2 separate regions of the Mus musculus genome follow, and region 1 is linked to region 2. Evidence: chromatin contacts called from public HiChIP or PLAC-seq data. All regions are on one chromosome and are shown on one strand. Each heading gives the region's core, a stretch centred on a gene start, on an enhancer-like site or on the middle of the called end of the contact. The rest is flanking DNA. Distances are from core to core; before and after follow the strand shown.

Region 1 (2,819 bases), core at 268-2,767, 1.0 Mb after region 2:
GGAGAGGCGGGTCAAGGGCAGGCCCGGGGCCCGGAGAGCAAGGCCCCAGCGCTCCGGCCACGCGGGCGCCGCCGCTGCCACCGCGGAGATGCGCCCAGGCCGGAGCACCCGCCCGCCGGCCCCTTGTCGCAGACAGCGCGAGCCCTGGCCCACCGGGGCTCTCAGCTCCACCTCCCCCACCGCGATACCCGTCCACCTCCCAGATCCCCTTTGTTGCCTGGAGCTAGGTCCCCAAAGGTGCCAGGCACTGGCGCCCCTGCGCTCGGAGCACGCCTGCGGGACCCCCAGTCGCCCAGGGGCAGCAGAGACAGGAGAGGAGGCTTGCACGCCTCGGGTCCCCCAGTTTACATCCTCTGGGGTCCCCCACTCTCCAGTGCACTACTCCCTCCCCCACCCCCTTCTCCATCCGGGGCGTGACCCCTTCCTACGCCCGAGAAAGAGGAAGCTTCGAGTTGCAAGGGAGGGGAGAGTGGGGGTAGGGAAAAGTGCAGGAAAAGAAGTGGAGGGGGGGGGGGCGCGAAAAGTTTTGGAGTGTTGGATGTGGTTCTCAAAGAGGGACTCCCCACTGCCCCGCGTGCCTGCCCAGGCCCCCACGTCCTCCCAACGTCCGCAGGAAAGCACCCCGAGTCTAACAATAAGCACACGCTGGAAGGGACAGCAACGAGGCCCACGATGCTCAGCCTCGCGCTCCCGCCGCCACCGCTCCCGGGAGCCCGCCTCCCACCTGGGCTAGGGACGCTGAGGAGGGTATTACCGGTGGGCCACCGCCGCCGCCGCGTCCTGGTGCTGGTGGCTGCTGCAGCAGCCCGACTCTGCTGGAGGGTCCTTGTGGCGTGGTGTAGAGGCTGCTGGCGGCCGGCTCCGTGCCGGGGACACTGGGGAGAAGGGGGCCGGCGGTCAGGGCGCCACTTTGGAGGGAGGTGGCACAGGACGTGGTGGAAGGGTTCGTAGTGAGGATCTGGATGTACGTGCCCGGGGCGGCGGCGGCGGCGAAGCCGGGGCTGGCTAGCAGTGCCCTTTTGTCCATGGAGGCTGCAGCGGCGGCGGCGACGACAGCCGCCCCCTCCCCACCCCCGGCGGTCACCAGGTACTGCTCCAGGGCGGGCTGGATCCCCTTTCTCATCTCTCGCTCCTGCTCTTTTTTAGTGTTACGATATATTAACGTATTGCTTTCAATTTCTTTTATTATTTGCAGCCGGAGTTTCCAAGTCTCTCCTTCTCGCCTCCCCTCCCGGCGCTTCCGAACCCTCTCTCTCTCTTTTCTTTTTATTTTTCCGCACCGCACAGGCCCCGGGGGCCAAAAATAATCGGGGGTCTGGAGAGAGGAGGGTCCCGGCCGCACGGATATCAGGCCCCGAGGAGGGATGGAGGCGTCGGGGGCAGCCGATGCAACGGATTGCGAGGCGGTGGCGGCAGCCCGGGTGCTGCGGCCGGCAGCTGAAAAATGGCTCCAGGAAGCTGCTGCTGACAATGAATGAAGGGATACGGTTTACGCGCCAAGGTCCTCCCGCGAAACTCAGATTTCCCGCCGGCTTTTCAAACCATATTTGCATATCTCCGCCCCTCAACCCGCCGAGGACTGTTCCCACAGTCCATTGGATCCCTGTCGCCTTACTTCGGTACCAATCCTGGAGCGAGGTCGCCACTGGCTGTTTTCCATTGGCTGCCATACACCATGGTTACCGGGGTGACCCGGGCTCTATTTGCATAGAGCAACCTGACTGGCTGGAAGCAGAGCAGGCTTCTTAGGAGGTGGGGCAAAGTCCTACTCTCCCACGGAAAGCCACGCCCATTCCAGGCCCCTCCCTCGCTCCTACCCGCGGGGCTGGCTCTGATGACCTGGGCAGGGACTCTGCCTCGCAGACTCAGTGTGGATCTAGTCTTGAGCGCAAGTTTCGGTTTTGGAAATTGTCAAGGTGACACCCTCAGGGACTTTGTTTCCTGTAACCAAGCAGTGTAGTAAATGAAGAACTGGTAGAAATTCCCCTAAATATGTGTCAAAGGCAAGTTGGACCCGGCCTGGCAGGTGGAAAACTGAGCCCTTTAAATCCTGGGTTTCTTCCTTCCTGAAATCCAACCAATGACGTGAGAGCGGATCCGGAGGCCAAGGCTGATAGACAGAAGCATGTGGGCAGACAGAACCGTGGGGGTAGAAGGTTCAGCTGACGCGACTGCAGGCACACTTTAGTTCATATTCCAGATCATTCCTGGCAGCTTCATGATTAGCCCGATTTCGATTTAAGTAAAAATTAACTCTTTGTTCAGTGAACTCTGACTACAAGTATAGGTTTGAGTCTAACAAGCACCCTCTCTGGCCCAGAAACACCCAGGGGAGTTAATCAGGGCTAACCTAGAACTGATCCGCGGGTTTTTAATCCGCCATGCAGTAATCCAAAGTAGTACAGGCTTTTATGGTGACGTGGGACTTCCAGTGAAAGCTGCCTGCACTCAGCTCTTTACAGCCTCATACGCCAGGAAATTCTTAAGCAAACAGCAAACACTACAACGCAAACCTAACCCGATATGTTTTAAAAGAGGAGAAAAATGTATGCATATATATGTATATATGGAAATCAGAAAATGTCAAGGAAAATGAAATCGTCGAACTGGTTTCTATATTAAAGTAAATACTCACGGATCTTTAAAATGAGCATTGTGGGGCTGGAGAAATGGATCAGTTACTTACATAAGTGAGGGGACCTATATTTGATCCCCAATACTCACATTTAAAAAGCTAGGCATGACCGCGTGTATCACTAATCCCAGAACTGGGAGAATGAGACCTGAAAACTCATTGGGGCTTGATGGTCAGCCAGTGA
Region 2 (2,700 bases), core at 61-2,560:
TAAGTAACCTAGAAAATATTTTCATGTGTTATATGAGCAAGTAATTTAAAAATACTTGTCTGGAGATTTAATTTTTTGTTTCTAATATTATCTTGCTGTCTTAGTTAGGTTTTCTATTTCTGTGACAAAACACCAAGGCCAAAGTCAAGTTGAGGAGGAAAGGGTTTATTTCATCGTACACTTTCAGGTAACAGTCCACCATTGAGGGGAATCAGGGCAGGAATTCAAGCAGGGCAGGAACTTGGAGGCAGGAACTGATGTTGAGGCCATGGTTGGAGTGCTGCTTACTGGCTTGCTGGCCATGGCTTGCATTGCCTGCTTCAACCTAGGGGTGACATCACCCACAACGGCCTGGGACCTCCTCTGTCAATCAAGAAAATGGACCACAGGCTCTGCAGAAGGTCAGGCTGATGGGGACAACTTCTCAATTGAGGTGCCCTCTTCCAAAATGACTCTAGCATGTGTCAAGTTTCCGTAAAAGTAGCAGCACACCTACATATCCCATATACCTGAGCTGCAACTCTATCACTGCATCTTAAGCTGCAACCTTCATAGAGTTCCCATTTTGGAACAGAGTCATTTCCTGCCACAGGTCACCAGGAGGTGACTTAGAGCCTGTTTTCCACTGGGCTGTGCATGATCCAGCTGGACCAGTAATTATCAAGCCGGTTGTAATTCATTAAAAAAAAAAATCTTTCTTCATTTCCTTTTTGTATCTTTTTTCGTTGGATGCATTTCCTGCACTCTAAATTCCCTTCTCTGCCTGTTTAAGAAATGCTCTGTAGACAGTTAATAGAGTCTATTTGCATTGCATTTGTTTGTTGATTTGATTTCGCAATGATCTCTTTGTCTCTTCATTTCTAAAGCAAGGCTTGGCCTGTTTTTACCAGTCAACATGCAAATTTTTCTAGAGGCTGGCCTCTACAGTCCAGTAGCAAAAGAATTTCGGTCTTGTAGAAAATATTTGCATTTGGATGATGGGCTCCTACCACACTCGGCCCCGCTGCACCTGGATGCAAATCCAGGAAGCCTTTGCTTAGAGGCAGGCTCCAGAAAGGGGAGGGCTCAGCTGCGTGCTGTTCCATTATACGAAGAATGACCTGGTGTTCAAAACAGGATTTGGAGAAGCCTTGATTTTTGTCCGTTGTGGAGATCCGTGTATGTGTGAGGCCCTTGGAGACTGGTAGTCAAGTGTGTATTGCTAGTCTGATCTGTCAGTCACTCAGGCCTTTCCCTCCTCCGCGTCTCCCTGGGCTGCTCCATCAGGAGAGGTTATCAGGTTCCCCTCAGGCTCTTTAGAGTCACTGAGTAAACTGGAGTAAAGTCTGCTTAGGAATGTGTTTCTCAACAGCACCCAGCAACTTCCTTCCGGGAGCAGTGGTTCTCAGCTTTCCTAATGCTGTGACCCCGTTAATACAGTTCCTCAGGTTGTGGTGACCCCCAGCCATAAAATTATTTTGTTGTGACTTCATAACTGTACTTTTAGCTACTGTTATGAATTGTAATGTAAAGATCTGATATGTAGGATATCTGATCTGCAACCCCTGTGGGGGTCGGGACCCACCGGTTGAGAATGGCTGCAACTGGAGTATTCTTAAGGCTGCAGAGGAGTTATTTGCAGGCGGTTTATGTTTGCCTGCTCTGGTGCTCACTATCTAGACAAGATTGTCCTGGAAATGGGAGGCTGGTCGCTCTGTTTCTCCTCCCCCAGTGAAGTTCTTCAGGATGCAAGCTAACAGTTTCACTGGGAAGAGTAAAGTCTGAGGAGGAAATACAAGTGGGGAGTTACAGGGAGAAGGAGATGTAGTGTGCTCTGTGCCCCACTTTTTAGAGAGAAAGAGAGAGAAAAGAAGGAAGGGAAAAAAAAAGAGCTGTAATTTCCTCCAGCATTGGGCTTTGTGTTTTAGACTGTGAATCAGAGAATCATTTAGGACCCATTGCTTGCCCAAATCAAAGAGGAAGTGAAGCCAGAAGCATCGTATAAAGCACAGCCAATTACCTGAGGATTATTTTACAGGTCTGAATAGAGAGAACACGGCTTTAGAATTAGCTACGATAGCTCAATATGTTAATCCTGTGTAAAAATTAAATCAGGGTGCTCATCATACACTCTGTATTTCTCTTAATGTGGTTTTACTAAATAGGGATTTTTCAAGAGTGGCTCATGACTGCTAATGCAGTCATTATGCTGACGAAGTGTTACGCACTGTAAGAAGGAAGAAAACTGAGCTGGTTAGACATTTTATCTAATTACAATGTTCCATTAAAAAATAATAATAAAATAAAAGTGTCCAGGGGCTGGAGAGATGGCTCAGCAGTTAAGAACATTAGCTAGTCTTCCAGAGGACTGAGGTTTGGTTCCCAACGTGCTGGTGTCAAGTCATGGGCATCTGTAACTCTAGTCCCAGGGGATCCTGTGCTCTCTTCTGGTCTCTGAGGACATCAGGAGTGCCTATGTGTGGTGCATAGATAGACATGCAGGCAAAACACCCATACACATAAAATTTAATAACAGCCGGGTGTGGTGGTGCACGCCTTTAATCCTAGCACTCGGGAGGCAGAGGCAGGCGGATTTCTGAGTTCGAGGCCAGCCTGGTCTACAAAGTGAGTTCCAGGACAGCCAGGGCTATACAGAGAAACCCTGTCTCAAAAAACCAATAAATAAATAAATAAATTAATAACAACAAAGTGTCCATATGC

What was found. HiChIP or PLAC-seq counts read pairs in DNA pulled down with a chosen protein or histone mark.
Region 1: a contact with region 2 is called in an H3K4me3 HiChIP or PLAC-seq map of embryonic stem cells, with 10 read pairs. The contact joins the promoter of E2f3 here to the enhancer-like site in region 2. A contact is called at or near these places in 1 of 39 promoter capture datasets (pre-B cells) and 3 of 115 datasets of contacts at active chromatin or transcription factors (astrocytes and embryonic stem cells).

The regions. Positions count from the first base shown.
Region 1 is chr13:29,984,546-29,987,364 of GRCm38.p6, forward strand. It overlaps E2f3 (E2F transcription factor 3), which reads right to left and starts at 1,518. Exons shown (of 7, transcript NM_010093.3): 1 at 755-1,518. The coding sequence starts at 1,123.
Region 2 is chr13:28,987,956-28,990,655 of GRCm38.p6, forward strand. No RefSeq gene overlaps it. Among named protein-coding and RNA genes, the nearest start is that of A330102I10Rik, 27 kb to the right of the region's middle. Within about 2 kb of position 1,311, at least 47 of the 459 cell types and tissues checked have an H3K27ac peak or open chromatin away from gene starts, as enhancers often do. A contact at or near this core is called in embryonic stem cells, where this site is marked.